2 separate regions of the Mus musculus genome follow, and region 1 is linked to region 2. Evidence: chromatin contacts called from public Hi-C data. All regions are on one chromosome and are shown on one strand. Each heading gives the region's core, a stretch centred on a gene start, on an enhancer-like site or on the middle of the called end of the contact. The rest is flanking DNA. Distances are from core to core; before and after follow the strand shown.

Region 1 (3,955 bases), core at 45-2,544, 80 kb after region 2:
ATGAACTCATTACCACAGCTCATGGCCATCAGTCCAGATTGTTCTTCCCATTTTGTTCTCATCAGTTTTAAGTCCTTAGTGTATATCCTAACTGGTACTTAAAGCTCTTCTGAGTAGCTCCATTATTAACATGAGGAAGGTGAGAGCAGAGGGGACCGGCACTGACTCCCACCCATGGTCTACAGCTGGTGTGCCCACACTGCGCCATCTCACTGGATGTTCTCCAGGAACTAGGGGAAGTATTCACAAACCCACACAGGTGAAAAAAAAAAATCAGTGAGGAGGACCACCATGCTCACATTATAACAGGCACAGTGATGTCCACACTGGTGGAATTCATAGCACTGGAAAAAAAGCAAAGGAGAAAGTCTAGCTGATGGTGAAAAACCGGGCTTCACCCTTGATCAAAGCTAGAGTCAACACTGAATTGTCACTTCATCTCTTTGGGTCAGTCTCACAACTTTCAAGACTGGTAAAATTGGTCACCATCTAATAGTTCCCAAAAGACCAAATGGGGTGACGAATACAACACCCTCTGAATAGCATGTAACTCAACAGGTCGAGGCTTTCTCTACTAACAGCAACAATAATAATGGTTTTCTATTACTTTAATGATTGTTATTACAAAGCCAAATAAAATTAATTTGCAACTTCTACAATAACCAACTGTGCTAAGAGGGCAGGTAAAGCTGCTTCCAGGAACGTGCAGGTTCAGCGCAGACCACCCTACCAAATACCTAGACAGCAAGCCAAGCCACCTCTGCAGACTGTTTCCTCTTTTCTTCTGTACCTCACTAGTAAAACAGCCAATGTCCACAGAGTACCTGGGTCTGGGAGGAAAGCTGAGATGTCTGCATCTGCGCCTTCCCGGGCATCGGAACATGTAGGGCCGGCTGGGCGGGCTGTGAAGAAGGAGCAGGGAGCTGGCTGGGCAGGGGGGCAGGGATGGGGGCATTTAGCTGTTGAGTCTTCACAGGGATTTGGAGCTGAGTTGAAGCCTCCACCATCTGTGACTGCTGTGAAAACTGTAAGGTGGAAGGGAGGGCTGTGGCTGGGACACTGGCCGGAGGCAGCCTCGCAGGAAGCTGTGGTGGTGGGGTATGCAAGCTGGCGGCGTTCTGCACAGGAGGCCCTGTGGAAGGGTCGTACTGCTGCTGACTCTGCTTCTGTCCAGTGAGCTGTGTGGCCTGAGGAGTTGGGGGCATCCCTCCTGAAAAATAAGAAAGAGCCCAAAGCACTGACCTTAGTGCATAGCAGCTTCTACCAAATGAGTCACAAGGACACACACTGGACATTCTACCTCTCACATGAGAACTGTTACAGTCAAAATGGGAGTGTCCTAGAGCAGACCTAAGGTCAGGATGAGCACACAAAGAAGGAAAGAATGCACCCAACTATTGCGAGTTAGTACTAAGCAAAACAAGCATTAAATAATCACAAGGTATCTGACAGCAGTAGCAATTAGGAACACAGAAATAAAATCACCAGAAAGCACAATGCAGATGTATGGCTTCCACTAGAATGTCAAGAACCTGTCTCTGGGGGCTTTCTCAATACTGAATTGACTGGAGTGCAGAGACATGTTCCCATGTGGGAAATTCCACATCTATTAGTCTCCCTTGACTGCATGGCTCCAATGTGGGCTGGGCTCTAGGTTGTGGGCATTCCCTGATGACAAGCTAAGAGCACTGTTCTACTGCTGGGTCTTACCTTGGACTGTTGGCATTAACTGCTGCAGAGGGACTCCTGCATTCACCCCTGGATGCTGGAAAACTACCCCTGGATGACCCACTTCAAGACGAGGTCTCTTAGACTGCTCTAGAATAATTTTCAAGAAAGGTGTTGTTTCATGTAAAAATAAAACCATAGAAGTAGTAGGGAAAAAAACATATATAAGTGTTTTTTTAATCTTTGAAAAGGGAAGCCCTTCTATACTGTAAGGGATAGGTTGATATAGTTTCATTAAAATTTTGCAAGTACAAATAAAGGCATCATACAAAGGCCAAAGGACAAGAACTGAGAGACATTGCAACACGTGCCTGGCAGAGGCTCACTTAACCATTCTCAAAGCACTCACAAATAACATGAGAAGTTTCAATGCCCAGGACAATGGACAGAGAACATCAATAGAGAGCCAAGAACAGAGTCACAAATAGTTAATAAGCAATAAAAGCTCCTGTACAACCTTACTCAAAACCAGATATCCACATCAGAACAGGAGGTATGACTTTACCTTTAGGTCAACCACCAAAGATTACAAGATTTATTAAAGTAAGGAAAATGGATAGATATGAGAGAACCAGAGACTACTGACAGTAATGGAACTGGACATGTTGCTGGCAGGCAATCTGTCAGCAGCACTACATCTTATTCCTCAAGGACCTGGGAGGCTGTTCCTTTAGATCAGCTACCAGATATGACAAATGAACATTTCAGACTAAATGTTAAGTCTCTGTTCATCCTGATTTAAAAAAAAAAAATGGGGATAACTAAGACTAGAAAAGACTGACTGATAAAAGTCAACTGTCTAAAGCCATGTGCAGTAGCACACAGCTGTAAACCCAAGCACTAGTGAGCCAGAGGCAGGAGGGTCCCTCCAAGTTCAAGGCCAACTTAAGCTACACTGAGAGTTACAGACCAACCAGGTCTCATGGGACAGTACATAATGATGATGATGATAACCGTAGTAGCAGTAGCAATAGGAGGAGCTCTTACTCTTATTAAAGGTTCATCCACACAATGGAACATGGTGCCATGGTGCCGACTACAGGATTTTCACATGCATGAAGTGGGAAAGTTACCTATTATGGCCAATTTTTTTTTTAAGTAACTCTGTCTATATGTTTATATCTGAATTTTTTCACAATGACTCATCTGTAAGGAAATGTTGAGCCTGAACAGAGTAACATCTGTGAGAATCACAATATACTGACAGTGATCCCTGCAGTGGTTACAGAAGCAGACATGAAATCAGAGGCAGCTATGTGTCACCTTCTTGAGCCTCTCACATTAAAAAAAGAGGGGGGGAAAGGTATCAAAATATTATGGATCGAGGGGGAAGCCAGCTTAAAAAGAAACTTCCACCAGGCAGTGGTGGCACATGCTTTAATTCCAGCACTTGGGAGGCAGAGGAAAGCAAGTATCTCTAAGTTTAAGGCCAGTTGGGTCTACAGAGCAATCCAAGGATTTTGGTAATCCTTGGTTAGCCAAGGTTACCCAAAGTAGCCCTGTCTCAAAAACCAACCAATTAATCAATGCTTCCAAAGGCGACTAGGCAATGATAACAGTGAGCTATACCATAATGGTTGTTCATGGGAAGTTAGATGGAATGTACAGAATCAACTGATAAATTTCTAACTTCAATACAGATAAAAACTTATGCAAATATTTTAGTTGATAATACCCCAAACAAAAATTAACTTTGAAAGTAGAAATTAAGTTCTTTAGAAACACGTGGCAACTAAACTGCCACTGCACTGTTAGTCATGCTGGGCATACCTGTGGGTGGCATCACCTGTTGCCTCTTAAAGGGGTCGGCTTCTGTGGCACTGCCAGGCCCCACCACTAGGCTCCCAGTCAGGGATTGGTGCTGGAAAAAAATTAAAAGCAATGAGATTCTTATTGTTATAGACATTCTTACTGTTATAACCATCAGAAGAATAAGACATACTACACCTACCATACCTATCCCAAACATTGACCTTACTCCTTTTAGTAAGGAGGTTCCTACCTACCTCCCTACCCAATGACTTTAAACACACATACATGTAATGTACATAGACCTATCAGAATATAAGATTCTAACTTACCTCTGAAGAGGGAAAAAAAAAAAAAAAACACTTGTAAAGACCCATTAATTCTGATTTAAATGGAGTTTCAAATCACCACAAATCTACAACCTTCAAAACTAGCTCTAATTACTGAATGTCAACAAGAGGACTAAACTGGGAAATCT
Region 2 (4,275 bases), core at 691-3,190:
TACTTTATAATTAGCCTCCCACCCATTTAAGTTCTTAAATGATGTGAGAGTCCTTCCCTGAATATATATAGTCAAGGAGAATTAGCGCTTACCTGTGCTTTTAAGAAGGCCTGTTTTTAAAAAGTCAGTGTATCAAAAAAGATAAACATTTTCATTTGTATTCAGAAAAAAATAAATGGATCACTTGAACCTATACAAATTCCCGATAGCTCCAACACAGCCACTTAACTACTCCTCTAACCCAGAACACCTAGGCACAGGCTACGGGTACTATCTTCAGGCCCTTGGAACTTGGATAAGGGGAAGCTTCCCACAGCTTTAACCAGGCCTCCCTCCCTTTTAAATTTCACATATATGAGTGTTTACCTGCATGTATGTCTGTATAGCATATATGCCTAGTGCCCAAGGAAGCCAGAAGTGTTTGTTGGATCCCCTAGAACTGGAACTACAGGCAGTTGTAAGCTGGATCCTCTACAAGAGCTTTAATTACTGAGCCATCTCTGTGTCCCTGTCCAAGTCCTTTTTAAATCTGAAGCTACCACAGCCCTGGCTTCCCTTACTGGTGCCTTGTTCCAGTTGCCTTGGTTTTGCCTCTTCTGTGACCTTTCAGAACATGCATTGCCCTAGACCCAAGCTAGCATCACTTTCTTTCTCACAGGATCAGACCCTTCCCCTACACCCAGAGATCTCCCAAACACTGTCTGCCAAGATTAGGTTAGTAAGATCATGTGCTGGCTTTCTATCTGAATTGGTGATACTAAAAGGGATAGATGCTAGGATAGCTGACTGGGTGTTCACAGTGTTAGAACAAGCTTAATAACTTGTAATTAGACCAAACCGATATATAAAGTGCATGAGGATTGCAGTTATGAGGTTTGGTTCATGTGTGTTGGGCCCAGGAAATGTTTTTCCAAAGCTTGTTTTAAGGAAATGCCTGTTTTCTAACAAAATCTTAGGTAGAGCCTAATAGTAGGAATAAAGTAGGCAAAGCCATTGTGGGAGGTTCAAGACTGACAACAGCATCAGGCATTTTGCAGAAGAGGTTAAAACTGGGGGAATAGTTTCCACAGAAGCACCGAAACAAACGTGGGCTCATGTCAACATTAACCCTGCCAGGTAGAAGCCACTGAAGCTACCCCACAGGAGGACACAAGACAGTGAAACATTTGGAGTAACTCACTCATCACACTATAGGGCCTGTTTGTTTCCCAGGCCTGTAGTGGTTACCTTACAGCTTTCTCTGCCCTGGACCATAGCTCTGTGGAATTTGCATCTGACCCTAGCCTCTTGCTGTGTGGGAGGTTGCTCACTGGGGAGTAGTACCCAAAACTGAGAGAGTCAAAGTAGCCGGTGTCATTCTGATTCTTTTTTTTTTTTAATGTTTATTTTGTTTGCATGTTTATTTGTGTACCATGTGTTTGCAGTCCATTATGGAAACCAGAAGAGGGGGACTGAGTTACAGTCAATTATGATCTACCATTTAGGTGCTGGGAATTGAACCTGGGTCCTTTGGAAAAGCAGCCAGTGTTCTTAACTGTTGAGCCATCTCTCCAGCCCATCATTGTGTCCCTTAAATCACAGCCTTTATGGGTAAATACTGATCTCTCACAGGGTAGTCACAGTTGATTTTTGAAAACAGCTGGTTTTTTTAAAAAAATGTTTGTTTACTGAGCAGGGTTCTCTGCATAGCCTGGCTGTTCTGGAACTTGCTCTGTAGACCAGCAGCCTTGAACTCTCCTGCCTCTGCCTCTTGAATGCTGAGATTAAAGGCCTGTGCCACCTTCACTCCTAGCCAGATACAGATGGTTTTAATGTGAGTTATTAGAGCTAGGATTTTCACAGACCAAAACTGAAAGATCTTGCTGATGAGAAGTCTGGTCTGAAGGTCAGACTTCCTTTTGAGTAATCAACATTGTGTTACTAATGCTTTCAGCATTTCATACAGTGAAATTTGATCATATTCACACACACACCCTTTTCTCCCATATCCATCCTTACTCTCACCTCCCCACCCATCTAGCCCCAAGGTTTTCTGTTGTTGTTTAAACCCATTGAATTGATTTGTATTATGGAGTGTGGTTCCTGCCCTGCAATGTGGTCAGCCTACTAGGGGTCACACTACCAAAGAAAACTGAGTCCCTCTTTCAGTAGCAGTAATAACAGTAGTTCCTCAGCTTATACAGGTCTTGTGCATGCCATCACAGTCTCTGTGAGTTCATATGCCTTACTGCTCTATTGTGTCTTGAAAGCATTTTCCCTTGAAGTTATGTACTGCCTCTGGCTCTTAAATTTTTTTGTACCCTCTTCCTTAAAGATCCCTGAGCTTGGACAGAGAGGTGTGAAATGTTCCACTTAGAGGTCAACACTCCACACACACACTCTCACTCTGGACTTGTTGAGCAGCTGTCATCTGAAAGCTTTTCTGATGAAAGTTGGCAGTACACCTACCTATGGGGATAGCAGTGTCATTAAAAGTCATTTTTTACCCTGTGCTCATTTTACCCTGTGCTCAAGCCTGTGACTTATACAGCCACAGATTCTTGGCTCCATTAACAGCACCTACTATTTCATGGAGTAAGCCTGAGATTTAATCAGAAAGTGGTTGAGCAACTAGGGAAGGCTCAGCAGTTAAGAGCATTTACTTGAATAGGGTTTGGTTTGGTTCCTAGAACCCACATGGTTTACAACTGTCTACAACTCCAGTTCCAGAGGCTCTAATATCCTCTAAGGGCACCAAAGGGCACCAGTTGTACATGGATATGTTGAAGAAAAAAATTATAATTTTCAAGGAAACGGTTGGTGCCTGGCTTGGTGGCCCACACCTTTAATCCCAGCACTTGGGGGCAGAGAACGGTGAATCTCTGAGTTCAGGCCAACCTGGTCTACAGAATGAGTTACAGGACAATCAGGGCTACATAAAACATATCTACAGAAGGTCTTTTAAAAGGCCTTTAATCACAGAAGAGCACATCAGATGCCATTACAGATGGTTGTGAGCCACTATGTGGTTGCTGGGAGTTGAACTCAGGACCTCTGGAAGAGCAGTCAGTGCTCTTAACTGCTGAGCTGTATTCAGCCCCAGCCATATCTAATCACTTGAATGATGTTTTGTTGTTGTTGTTGTTTTGCTTTTTTTTTTTTTTTTTTCTCGAGACAGGGTTTCTCTGTATAGCCCTGGCTGTCCTGGAACTCACTTTGTAGACCAGGCTGGCCTCGAATTCAGAAATCCTCCTGCCTCTGCCTCCCGAGTGCTGGAATTAAAGGCATGCGCCACTACGCCCGGCTCGAATGATGTTTTAAAACCGCTGAAAATTCCATTGTGTAAAGGTGCATTTTTTTCATCAGTTGATGGGCTTCTAGGCTGTTTCCATTTCCCGGTTATTGTGAATAGAGCAATTAACATGGAGAAGCAGCACCCTGGAGAAGTAGATAATAGAAGCTTGGGTATATGCCCAAGGATGTAGCTGCATCATGGGGTAACTTTATTCTCAACTTTTTGAGGAACTGCCATGCTGACTTACAGTGGTTGTATCAATTTGTACTCAAACTGGTGAAGGATGATCCCCTTTCTCTACAGTCATGCCAGGTTCTACTGTCTATTTTTAAAAACCTTGTCCATTCTGAGTGGTGTAAGATATTTGAAGTCTCAAAGTTGTTTCCCATTTCCCTGATGGCTCAGGGTGGTCAACATGTTTTTCAGACATTTCATTAAAAAAAATATTTTTGAGGTAGGTTTTGTCTTGTTTTCTTTTTTGGATATAGGGTTCTCTCATTGGCAGTTCTGGAGTCCTCTGTGTAGACCCAGCAGACCATGACCTCACAGAGATCTACCTGCCTCTGCCCACCAAGAGCTGGGATTAAGGGCTAGAGCCATCATGTCCTGCCCAGCCCAGCTTACTTATGTGTCTGAGTCTTCTGTCTGCTCTTAACAGCTGAGCTATCTCTCCAGCCCACTGTATGTCTTGAGAAGTTTTAGTTCCTTGCTGTATTTTTGTTTTTCGAGACAGGGTTTCTCTGTGTGGCCCTGGCTGTCCTGGAACTCACTCTGTAGACCAGGCTGGCCTCGAACTCAGAAGTCCTCCTGTCTCTGACTCCCAAGTGCTGGGATTAAAGGCGTGTGCCACCACTGCCCAGCCTTTGCTGTATTTTAAAGATTGGCTTATTTCCTTGCTTGTTTTTTAGGTTTAGGGTTTTTTGTTTTGTTTTGATTTTTAAAAGACTTTTAATGCTTATGTGTGTGGTATGTGAGCATAGGTTCTCTCTAATGGCTGTGTG

The links. Hi-C and Micro-C count contacts between places; a contact is called where the count stands out from the background.
Region 1: a Hi-C map of the STO cell line shows a contact between it and region 2, with 2.2 times the contacts expected there. The contact joins two enhancer-like sites. A contact is called at or near these places in 9 of 39 promoter capture datasets (the C10 cell line, the HPC-7 cell line, cranial neural crest and 6 more), 32 of 484 Hi-C or Micro-C datasets (the AML12 cell line, the AtT-20 cell line, B cells and 20 more), 4 of 115 datasets of contacts at active chromatin or transcription factors (all in embryonic stem cells) and 3 of 9 other capture datasets (adipose tissue, liver and pancreatic islet).

Annotation. Positions count from the first base shown.
Region 1 is chr5:110,738,472-110,742,426 of GRCm38.p6, forward strand. It overlaps Ep400 (E1A binding protein p400), which reads right to left. Exons shown (of 52, transcript NM_029337.2): 3 at 3,499-3,589; 4 at 1,711-1,818; 5 at 825-1,210. Among named protein-coding and RNA genes, the nearest start is that of Gm22583, 17 kb to the right of the region's middle. Within about 2 kb of position 1,295, at least 10 of the 459 cell types and tissues checked have an H3K27ac peak or open chromatin away from gene starts, as enhancers often do. A contact at or near this core is called in the STO cell line, where this site is marked.
Region 2 is chr5:110,658,006-110,662,280 of GRCm38.p6, forward strand. Ddx51 (DEAD box helicase 51) reads left to right here. Exons shown (of 15, transcript NM_027156.3): 15 at 1-2,491. Among named protein-coding and RNA genes, the nearest start is that of Mir7026, 6.0 kb to the right of the region's middle. Within about 2 kb of position 1,941, at least 32 of the 459 cell types and tissues checked have an H3K27ac peak or open chromatin away from gene starts, as enhancers often do. A contact at or near this core is called in the STO cell line, where this site is marked.